Regions from separate parts of the Capra hircus genome. Here region 2 is linked to region 1. Evidence: chromatin contacts called from public Hi-C data. All regions are on one chromosome and are shown on one strand. Each heading gives the region's core, a stretch centred on a gene start, on an enhancer-like site or on the middle of the called end of the contact. The rest is flanking DNA. Distances are from core to core; before and after follow the strand shown. Region 1 holds the start of CTLA4 (cytotoxic T-lymphocyte protein 4). Region 2 has its middle 50 kb from the start of CD28.

What was found. Hi-C and Micro-C count contacts between places; a contact is called where the count stands out from the background.
Region 2: a Hi-C map of blood shows a contact between it and region 1, with 2.1 times the contacts expected there. The contact joins the enhancer-like site here to the promoter of CTLA4 in region 1. A contact is called at or near these places in 2 of 5 Hi-C or Micro-C datasets (both in blood).

What each region holds. Positions count from the first base shown.
Region 1 is chr2:43,897,251-43,902,997 of ARS1.2, reverse strand. CTLA4 (cytotoxic T-lymphocyte protein 4) reads left to right here and starts at 4,362. Exons shown (of 5, transcript XM_005676404.3): 1 at 4,362-4,637. The coding sequence starts at 4,595.
Region 2 is chr2:44,053,794-44,059,881 of ARS1.2, reverse strand. No RefSeq gene overlaps it. Among named protein-coding and RNA genes, the nearest start is that of CD28, 50 kb to the right of the region's middle. Within about 2 kb of position 3,026, at least 4 of the 5 cell types and tissues checked have an H3K27ac peak or open chromatin away from gene starts, as enhancers often do.

The sequences.
Region 1 (5,747 bases), core at 3,113-5,612:
ACAACAGCCCTCCTCCTAGGTTTTGAATGTACTAAGCCCACCGCCCTCCACAGGGCCCATGCCTTTGCTGCCCCCTTATCTGAAGAGCTCTACCCCAGACCAATGCACTCTGGCTCTGTCTTTGGTGATGCCTCAGCTTAAATATCACCTCCACAGAGAGGTCTTCTCTGAGCATCCCATCTCCGTAGCCAACACCCACTGCAATAGTTTTCTGGGGCTGCCATAATAAAGTATCACCAACTAGGTGACTTAACAGAAATTTGTTGTCTTGTTTCTGGAAGTTAGATGCCCAAAAACCTGGTGTTGGCATGGTTGGTTTCTTCCTGAGAGCTGGGAGGGAGAGTCTGCTCCTGGCTTCTCTCCTCGGCTTGCAGATGTCTTTTCCCTGTGTCTCCTCACATTGTCTTCCCTCTAGGTGGGTCTGTATGGCCATATTTCCCCTTTACATAAAGACACCAGTCATACTGGATGGAGGTCCACACTAATCTCACTTTAGTTTGATTAACTCCTTTCTCCAGAATTAAAAAAGGTTACCCTCTGACGTACTGGAGGTTAGGACTCCAACAGATATAGGATCACTATTCAACCTGTAACATCCAAATTCAATCCCCAGTTAATCACATGGTTTCACTTTCTTCATAGCATTTGGCCCTATCTGCAATCACATTGTTTGTTTTTTGCTTTCATTTTTTCCTTTGTCTCTGGACATTCCGCAGAACAGGAACCTTGCCAGTCTTTGGAGCAGACTCTGCTGGCACCCCTGACACACCCCTGTTACCATAGTTACCAGCATCCTCTCCCTGCAGCACCTGTAACTTTCTGAGTTTTCCTCTAGCACGTGAGGGGTGCTTCACATGCTGGGAAGCTACTTGCAGGTGAAGGTTGGTGGCAGAATAGCTGTATTCTCACCTTCTCCGGGGGACAGTGCTGAAGTTTGCTTTCTGCTGTCTTGGAGAGGTCCAAAGCAGGGCTGAGTCGAATTATTCATACTGCTTGGCTTTTTCACATACTCTGTTCACTTTTTCACTCCCAATCAGTGTTTCCAGGGATCTCTTTCCCAAAAAGATGCTTATGCTGAGTTCCTGTCTCTGGGTGTGCTTCCTGGGGAAACACAATCTTAGAGGGTCTTTATCACTATATTTCTGGTACTTTAAACAGCTCATAATCCATTTATGGTAAATGCTCCATAAGTTATGATGAGTCAGTTAACAGAAGGAGGTGGTAATTGATATTTTCAAGCGCTATAGGAAGAGGTTTGGTAGAAAAGAACTAAAAAAAAAAGGAATTTGATAAGTGAGATCAGAAGCTGCTGCTGGAGGAGCTTATTAGAATGGCAGAGGTGAAAGTCTGATTTTGGTGGGTAATATGAGGTGAGAAAGGTAGGCAGCAAGGGACAGGAAAGAGTTAACTTTATATGAGGGCAGGGTGGAAGGAAATGTATTCTTTTGAACAAGAAAAATTTGAGTATATTTGAGGCTGAGCCAATGGAGAAGGGGAGAATGAAGATAGAAGTGAGAAGCGGGATAACTAGTGGGTCAGAGGTTTAGAAGACAAATTAGAGGCTGAGTTAGTACATACAGATGGGGGCCCTAGCATAAGGAAATAAAGACCTTTGGATATGTGAGCATCCATTTATGTATGTATAATAATATTCATTTGTTCTTATTTCAAAAATATAAAGTGTTCATTGCAGAATATTTGGAAAAGACAAAAACCATGAGATTTACTGAGCTCTTACAATATTTCAGACTCTGGTCTATGTGCTTTGCATATATTAACTCATTTACTTCTCAAATAGTCATATGAAGCATGATTGAACAGTATGAACCATACTGTTACTATCTCTGTACTATAGAGGAGAGCGATTGAGTCAATTGCCTGAAGTTGCAAGACTGGTAAATTGCCAGTTAGGATGTAAACCTACCTCATCTGTACCTTATGTACATATGCAGAGAAAATCCCAGAGAAGAAATTTATCAGGAAAAATAAATAAACATGTGTGGGATACTTAGATATAGAAATCACCAGGCGTTAACAGCTGATGCTTCTCTTTTCTTGGGGAAGTAGGTGGTGACTCTGAAGGAAGGAGACGAGAGTAAGCAGGACTCTAGACTCAAGTTTAATAATAGTTTGAAGATACTGCTTCCAGTAAAGGAGAAAGAAGCTGACTAGGAATTTTCAGCAGTATTGAAGAGCCAGCTTGAGTTTGTAAGTACTGAGTTTGCAGAGGGTTGGTTGGCATGGTTAAGTGATTTTCTGAAGGGCACTGGACTGCTTGTTGTTTGGGGTAAGAGCAGTTGTAGATTAGCCTTAGGAGGAGCACAGACAGTCATGAGAAATTGATGGTATAGTTGAAATGGCTGCATCTTTGTTTGCGATCTCTCAAGGCAGATGTTGGGATAAGGATTCAAGAGCAAGAAGTTTACTAGGAGGTGAGTCCAGGAAAAATGCTTGTAGGTGAGAGGGGGAATGAGACACATCAGAAAAGAGAGTACCTGGCAGACATGCGAGGGGAGCTTACTCCTGCAGGGGGACTCTGGGAGCCAGTGGGAAAACTCATCTTAGAGTGATCTCCCAGCGCCCTTGCACATCACTTCCCATTTGCCGTTGGTTAGGACTGCTCCGGGGCAATCATGCATGGATCGAGGGCTGCCACACATGTGAATACAGAGAATTCTGGTGCCCTGAAGATGGCCTCAGGCAAAGAGAGGCTGACTGTTGGAAGTCTGGTCTAGCAATGCCTATTGAAAGAGAAGGCCTGGGAAGATAAAGACTGGGCATCAAGAGTGTCTGTTACACACATGGAACTCTGCTCAATGTTACTACTATGCGCCAGCTTGGCTGAGAGGAGGGCTTGGGGGAGAATGGATACCTGTATATGTATGTCTGAGTCCTTTTGCTGTTCACTTGCAACTACCACAACATTGTTAATTGGCTATAGCCCAGTACAAAATAAAAAGTTTAAATTTTTTTTTTTAAGTGTCTGCTACAGATGGACCATGAATTTGTGTCCAGTAAAGACGCAGCAAACCTATGAAGAGACTAGGAGAGCAAGGAAAAGTTCTGTGATGAACATTCTTTTCTGAAAATAGTTTTGAATAGGTAATAATAGTACATGGAACAAAATTGAAGCATGAGAGAATATAGAGTGAAAATTAAGTCTTCCTTTCTCACCATCCACCTCCATTTTCTACTATTGTTAGTGTCTTATATATCCTTTCAGAGATAGTATAGCAGGGATTATGTATGTGTAAATGTATTATAGGCATCAGCTCAGTTCAGTTGCTCCGTCGTGTCTGACTCTTTGCGACCCCATGAATCGGAGCATGCCAGGCCTCCCTGTCCATCACCAACTCCCGGAGTTCACTCAGACTCACGTCCATTGAGTCAGTGATGCCATCCAGCCATCTCATCCTCTGTCGTCCCCTTCTCCTCCTGCCCGCAATCCCTCCCAGGGTCAGAGTCTTTTCCAGTGAGTCAACTCTTCGCATGAGGTGGCCAAAGTACTGGAGTTTCAGCTTTAGCAACATTCCTTCCAAAGAAATCCCAGGGTTGATCTCCTTCAGAATGGACAGGTTGGGTCTCCTTGCAGTCCAAGGGACTCTCAAGAGTCTTCATAGATATATGTATATACTCATATTTTAGATATGGGTTTTATATATGTGTGTATATGTTAAACATACAGGTAATATATATGTTAATTATACCCACACAGGTGGTACAAATAAAATACTCTGTCTTTTACACATGTATCTTGGGGAACTTTTCATATCATTGCATGTGGATTTGCCTCAATTTTAAAAATAGGTGCCTAGCATTCAGTCTGATGGGTGTGTGTGTTCCCTCTCAGTTGCTCAGCCGTGTTCAACTCTTTGCGGACCCATGCCAGGCTCCCCTGTCCATGAGATTTCCCAGGTAAGATACTGGCATGGGTTGTTATGTCCTACTCCAAGGGATCTTCCCAACAAGTTACCAAAAAACCCCAAAATAACAAACTTTCTTCTGGGTATGTTATCTTGTATGTGTGTTACTGACCAGATGCCAATGATCTGTAAGATAAATGCCCAGGAAGAGGGTTGCTGAGTCAAATTTGAATTTGATAGACAGTACTGAACGTCTTTGAACCAATGTGCACACTCATGGGATTGACCATCAAGAGGTCAAAGAAGGGAAGTACAGGGGCGAGGGAGTTGAGGAGGAGGGAGGGGCTGGATAACAGTAAATGCCGGATGTGGAGATTCCGGTGGAGCAGTTCCTGCCGCTGACAAAATCCAGGGTGTGGCCACAGCCAGAAGTTGTTGGCGTGGGCTGGGGCGCAGGCAAGGTCGAGGAAGCAGAGGAAGTTAAGGAACCATGAGGTGTCAGAGTGACTCACTCAGATGATGAGCCAGTCAGTTCATACTGGTTAGTTCGTCATTATCTTGTAAAAGGCCGTTGGAGAAGCCTTCAGCTTCCCTTTAACTCTGGCAAGGAAAAGATGCCTATGCCTCCTGATCCTCTTTCCACTCTGTGGTGCAGAAAACTCTTCACCACTGGAGCTTGCTGAGGAGGAAATGCATCAAAACAACGTGGCTGCTTCCAGGGACAGGCAGTGATGTCTCCAGTTAATATTATGGCCCGTGTGGCTGTGGAAGCAGGTGAGTCTGTTTTACCAGATCCTTTGGCTTTCTAGTGAGTATCCATTAGGCCTGTGGATAGCTCATTTTACGACAACTCCAAACTTACAGGTGTTTATGACATTGTCAAATGAACGCTGGCCTGGGGAGATACTTCCTTGTTAATAAAATCACTAGCAATTATAATAACAATAGGGATTAAGGTGCTGAATCAGTTAATAATTGTGTTCAGTAAGTAGCAGAGAGAGATCTTAAAATCACTGGTTTAAACTAGAGAGGAGTTCTCTTTGCTCTCAAGTAATGTGTAAAGTTCAGGGATAAGCCTTCCACAAAAGGTGTAGCAGCTCCACAATGCCCTTGATGTCTCAGGTTCCTTCTCTCCTTCTGCTCTGCCTCTCTGGTGCTGACTTCCATCCTCATGGTTTCCGGATGGCTGCTGAAGTTCCAGCCATCATAACCATGGTTTCATGCTGGAAAAGGTCAGAGGTAAAAGGGATTATGCCAGATGAATCAGCACCTCCCACTCCCACCTTTTAATGAACTTTCACAAAAGTTTCACTCAGTAAAGAGAAATTTTCCTCTCACTGCACAGCTTACAGTCACGTGGTCATCCCTATCCGCAGGGAGCCTGGGAAACGGAGACTTTAGCAGGACTCCTTGCAGCCCCCAACAGATTGGATTCTGTTAATAAAGAAAAAGAGACTAGATATTGGCTCTGGGAGACTAGGTATTGGCTAGGTAACTGGCAATATCTCTCAAATTTCCTAGACACTTTACATTTTAAAAACATGATTTTTTTTTTAATAGTGGTAAAATCTGTATAACCTGAAAGTTACTGCTTTAGCTATTAAAACAATTATTTATTTGGCTGTGTCAGATCTGAGTTGTGGCATGCCGGATCTTCTAGTTGTAACATGTGGGATCTAGTTCCCTGACAAGGGATCGAACCCCGCCCCCTGAATCGGGAGCACAGAGTCTTAGCCACTGGACCACCAGGTCAGTCCCACTATTTTCGTTATTTTTTAAGTGTACAATTCAGTGACATTAAGTACCTTCACAGGTGTTGTATAGCTATGACCACCATCCATTTCCAGAACTTAATCAGCTGCATCAGAAACTCTGTCTCCATTA
Region 2 (6,088 bases), core at 1,777-4,276, 160 kb before region 1:
CCTGGACTGTAGCCCATCAGGCTCCTCTGTTCATGGAATTCTCCATGCAAGAATACTAGAATGGGTAGTCATTCCTCTCTCCAGGGGATCTTCCCAACCTAGGAACTAAACCCGGGTCTCCTGTATTGTAGGCAGATTCCGAGGCTTAGCTGGTAAAGAATCCGCCTGCAATGCAGGAGACCTGGGCTCGATCCCTGGGTTGGGAAGATCCCTTGGAAGGGGAACGGCTACCCACTCCAGTATTCTGGCCTGGAGAGTACAGTCTGTGGGGTCACAAAGAGTCGGACACGACTGAGCAACTGTCACTTTCACTTCCTTACCATCTGAGCCACTTGGGAAGCCCCAGGTTGTTTCTAGTTTATGATGACAATAAGCAAGCACTGAGTGAACATTCTTGTATCTTTATCTGAAGAACTTACCAGTAGAATAGACGAATTCCCAGAAGTCTGATCTATGTCACTCATTCGCTTTCCAAAAACTTTTTTGTTTTATCAATTTTCATTTCTACCAACAGCATTGGAGAATATGGTAGCAGATCCTTCAGCTCACTGACCTGAAAGTCTTCAAATATTCAGTCCTAATAAACATTAATTTTGGCAGACAGGTGTCAAGTGTTCTTACTGAGTAGATCAAAACAGACATGACATTAACAATTAAGAAGTCTTTCCAACTGTTTGCCAGTCTGTCAGAAAAAAGTTTCTTTTCTACACTCCTACGCACAATACTTTGTATATCGCTCTCTTGAAACATATTTGATTTTGTCATATATTCTTAGGTGTCTTTCCAGTTGAAATATTAGTTCCCTGAAGACAAGAATTGTCCTGCAACCCTGCAAGGATCTTGTAAACTGTGTCTGCCTGTCCCACAATAAACTTTGTGGATGAACAACCACAAAATTTTCCGTTTGCTTCTCCCTCATTTAGCAGCTTCCACCTCCTTCTTTTCCTTTGGCTTTTGAATATAAGAGTAATATTTGCCCAGGGCAAACAGACTTGGAGTTTCGGAGGCAGTATTGTGTAATGGATGTTAAATCAGCCAGTTTAACTTTTGGCTTTCTCATTTGTTAGCTCTATAACCCTGGGCAAATTGCGTAACTCTTCTAAGTCCTAATGTTCTTCTCTGTAAAATGAAGATAATATTTGACTTCAAAAAGTACAGATTAAAGGAGATCGTATTTTAAAACCTTTAGCATGGTGCCTAGTATAATACTTAATAAATAGTAGCTGTAACTGTTATTTCATCAAAGGAACTGATATACTAAAAAAAAAAAAAGCCAAAACCCAACCCACCAAACAAAACACAATGTCACTGGCTATTTCTGTCTTCTACTCTAGTGGACACATTAACTTCTGGATTGGCAGCAACCAGAAGCTAGAAGTTAATGTTGATTAGGTCTGAGATGCTTAACAAAATCAATCTAAAACATATTTGTAGATAAAAATTAGGTTTTTCTTTCTCAAAACTAAAAGAGGTGCTCAGTTTATTGAAATAAAGGAAGAATAGGATTGGGCCAAGTAGAAATAAATATCGAGGATTTTATTTGATTAAAAACTGAGTTTAGATAGTCTCTAGCCTTAAGTACCTCATTATACAATTCCAGGGAATTTTTTAAAAAATGTGAAAGTTGAACTATTGTGATCTTTGTTCTTTCCTAACTAGCAACTGACCTTTTGTAATGACAACAGTCTGTAACCTTTTTTGCACTCGGACCATTTTGGGTTTTCACCAGGCTTGCCTCACTATACTTGAGCATATGTATTTGAGCTTATTTTCCATGTAACCATTGAGTCTTACAAATGTGGGAACATCTTATGGATCTGCTCATTAAAGCGTTGATCAGGTCTCCGTATTTGCTGCTAGAGGTGGCTCAGAAAAACTTAGCATCACTCGTGTGTCATATTTTCAATACTTTCTTCCCTTCACCTGAACTTCTTGTATAGTAAGCTGATGATAAACAGTGAGTGCTCTTCTAAAAAAAAAAAAATCTATGGCATCAAAGGTGGCAACATCTTCTGCACATAATAAGTATTCGCAAATCTTTTCAAAGATAGCTCTCTTTGAAAAGCAGAATTAAAAAAATGATGAGTAAAATATATACTTCATGAGACCAAGTGCATATCCTCTTCTATGGAAGCAGACGCACTTCTCCCCCTTCCTCTAAGGAAGCCAAATCCTGATTCATTTTTCGTTCAAGACTCAGCAGAAACACAATGCCTCGTTTTGTAGAGGCTTATTACAACACAGTGACAGCACTATAATTTCCTCCAGGGCAAAGTGCCTCACTTGGCTTTAGGCCAGCTAAGCTCTGTGTCATTTAGCACTTCTATAGCTTCTGACAGAGGCGACTACCCTCCCGTTTGTGCATTCTATATTCCTTTAGGAAGCATTTTTAAAAACGTTGTTTTAAACGTTTAGAAGCAGCAGTTAGATTACGTACGTGCCAGATTTCTTTTCCTTTATGCAGACATTCAGACCGTCTATGGACCATTGCAAGTGACTGTTCCACCCACTTCTTCTGAGGCCAAAGTAGTCTTAAAATGTTTGGCATGCAGGGGGCCTTTTGTCATAGGAAACCTGTAATTGTAAAATTCCTCCTTGGTCTCATTGTTCACATAGACCTACATAGAGTTCCCTTGTCTTTTTCTGGTTATGCTATGTGGTCAGTCTTGATGTTGTTCTGAAGAAGTTATAGACAGTTAAGTAAACATCTTATGGAAATAGCTAAGATCTAAAGCTAGAAACACTTCATATTTTTTGTCTATTGAAAAAAAAAAGGCATTTTTTTTTTTCTCAGAAGGCCTGTGACCCTACCCCGCCCCATGCCTTGTTATCACTGTGGACTTTTGCCTCAGGAGACTATGTCTCTACATAAAAGTTGTGTAATCCTTGTTTCCTGAATGGGACCTACCTAAGTGCTTACACATAATAATCACCTCCCACGTGGACAGGCATGGTGGCTGCTGTATGAGGGGAGGGGACATTCCAGAGACATGAGGGTAGGAGTCCACAGAGGCAGGCACAGCTGTGGAGCAGGTCTCTGATGCAACAGCCAAGCTGAGTCCAGCCAATTAGAGACATTGCATTCTCCGTTAGCAATCCTGCATGACATGGCAAGCATGCTGAGACTGCTTCCAAAGATTCCCCTCCTTTTGGCTTAGACTGGGGGTGGGATGAGGATAGGAAACAAGAAGTCTAAAGGGAAAAACAAATGATTTGTTTCTTCATTTATTGACTACAAGCTCAAACATTGACTAGGTGCTCTTTGTTGGGCCAGGTACTGTGCTCAGCATTTTACATGTAATCTCTTTCTTAATTCTCATAATACCATCAAACAGGTAAGTTTTAATCTTCATTTAGCCGTGGAGGAAACTGAGCCTTTGGAGAGGCTGAGAAACTTGTTCAAGGTCACACAGGAAGAGGCAAAGCTGGGGCAGTGTGCTGCTAGCAGGCCAAGCCTGTGCTCTTAACCACTGCGCTACACTGCCTCCCTGTGTTAGGACATCTTTTCTCCCCAGCATAGTGGAAGCTAAGTAGAAGATAAGAAGTCTGCTAGGTGGTAGATATCAGCAGGCACTATTTCTTTGTCATTGTACTAATATTATGTTATTATAGTTCAGAATGTTAAATGGTTATATTTATACAAAACAACTGAGAAACTTAAATTGGCTTGAGCAAATGTAATTTGAGTTGTTTGTGATTATAAAATGCGACGATCATGATGGCTGTCTGTTGGCCTCTATCTGTCTCTGATTTTCTGAAGTGAGCTTTTGTTTGGCAGGAACAGTTGTTAGGGAGCAATACCAGCTGCAAGGGAACAATTCTTGACGTTACCTCCTCCCCAATCTCTGTCTTCCCTCCTCACAACCTCCGCTCCTGGCAAGTTTACTGTGGGACAGATACAGTTTACAAGATCCTTGCAGGGTTGCAGGACAGTTCTTACCTTCAGGGAACTAACATTTTAATTAGAAAGACACCTAAGAATATAAGCCAAAATCAAATATGTTGTAATAGAGCAATATACAAAGTATTGTGTGTAGGAGTGTGGAAAAGAAACTTTTCCACAAATACTCTTAGTTTGAATGGATATTGCCAGGGACGGGAAACTCTCATATTTATTTCTCTGGTACAATTTACTGAAGCCAAATCTTCTTCAAAAGAGGACCCAGCATTGTATCTGGCTCAGGGGAGGAGAAAGTCTGTCTATGCTATTTAGTTGGAAGCTAGAGAGACAGAAGGAGGAGAACACTTTGGGAGTTTTGAGCACTCTGATGTTCACAGTCTTCTATTTTTGGCAACCTGAAGGACATCTCAAAGCAGAAACTGGAATTCAGAGAACTTCTGAGATCATATAATGTTCTCTGTTGGTGACATCAGATTTAGGGTTGATCTAATTTACTCTTGAGAGTCCCTTGGACTGTAAGGAGATCCAACCAGTCCATTCTAAAGGAGATCAGTCCTGGGTGCTCTTTGGAAGGAATGATGCTAAAGGGGAAACTCCAGTACTTTGGCCACCTAATGAGAAGAGTTGACTCATTGGAAAAGACCCTGATTCTGGGAGGGATTGGAGGGAGGAGGAAAAGGGGACGACAGAGGATGAGATGGCTGGATGGCATCACCGACTCGATGGATGTGAGTTTGAGTGAACTCCGGGAGATGGTGATGGACAGGGAGGCCTGGTGTGCTGCGATTCATGGGGTCAGAAAAAGTCGGACATGACTGAGTGACTGAACGGAACTGAACTGAATTTACTTATATGAGTTTGAACAAACTCTGGGAGATGATGGACAGGGAAGCCTGGTGTGCTGCAGTCCATGGGGTTGCAAAGAGTTGGATATGACTTAATGACTGAACAACGCAAATTTACTTTGACTACTCAGTTCTGAAAATGGCCTCTGGGGTGCAGAATCCATCCTTAAATTAAGCCTTCTAACTCCATGTTTCCTGCAAGGGAATATGTTTGGATAATCAAAATCAGATAACCATACAGATAGCCAAGATCTGTGTGTATTCCCCAGGTCTTGCACAAAAGCATAAAGCTTTCTGTTATATTGGAGGTTCTCAATCTTCCGTGTTTGTAGCATGCTTTCAAGTGCCGGAATTATTGGCAACACAAAGGGCTTCAAAGAATAAAATCTATACCACCAACCACATAATAATAAAACAGTATCTCATGGTGTTCATAAAAATAACTACAGCAGGTCACAGCTTGTGTGCTTGCCTTTCTGTGCTATGTCTAGGTTCAAGGACAGCTGTTTCCTACCCTTACTGTGATGTCTAACATGTTTATGGAAAAAACTAGTTACATGTTCTAAAAAACATACAATCTTTCTTTGTTGCTGGTCTGCTATTACTCTTTGCAAGATGAATCTTGACTTCTTAGTGACAGTATGTATACTCAGTTGCATCAAATATTAATTTTTTTTTTCAAAATTTGGTGAAGGGTTCAGTTTCTGGGGTGCCACAGCATAATGTTTAGAAACCATTGCCTTATATACTTGAAAAATAAATCACAATAAAAGGAAGAACAGAATGAAAAACCAAAAATACATCTGGAGGGAGCTTGCCCAAATGGCCCTACACTGGCCTCTGAAGCAGACCTTTATCCTTCTCTGGGTGGGGTGACAATGCTTTTCATGGTAGTGACACTGAGCTGACTGCTCTGGGAGACATTTAGACATGAGTTAGCTTGGTAGAGGCTGGATAATGAGCCAAGAATTTCAAAGGATTCTCATAGTTTGATGATTTAGAGGTGGATATGTGGAAAACAGTATTAAATATATATACTTTAAAGTTGTCACTTGTTTGGTATTAAAGGATCAGGTTGACAAGTGCCTGGCATGCATTTAGAGAAGCTTGTGGTATTATCACTCCATGTTCAAAGTTCCTCAAGTGATTCAAAGGAGATTAGGCAAGTTTATTTTATTTATATGCACATTAATTTAGGAATTCAGCTGAAAAACTTTCTTTCCCTTTCTCTTAAAGCAAATATTTTTAGTCAATCCTTTTTAAATACTGCAGAATTCATTCCTCAACTTTCTTAGTAGCATAGGCAAATGTAATTCTGAGTAGTTTTGAGAAATAGGCCAGA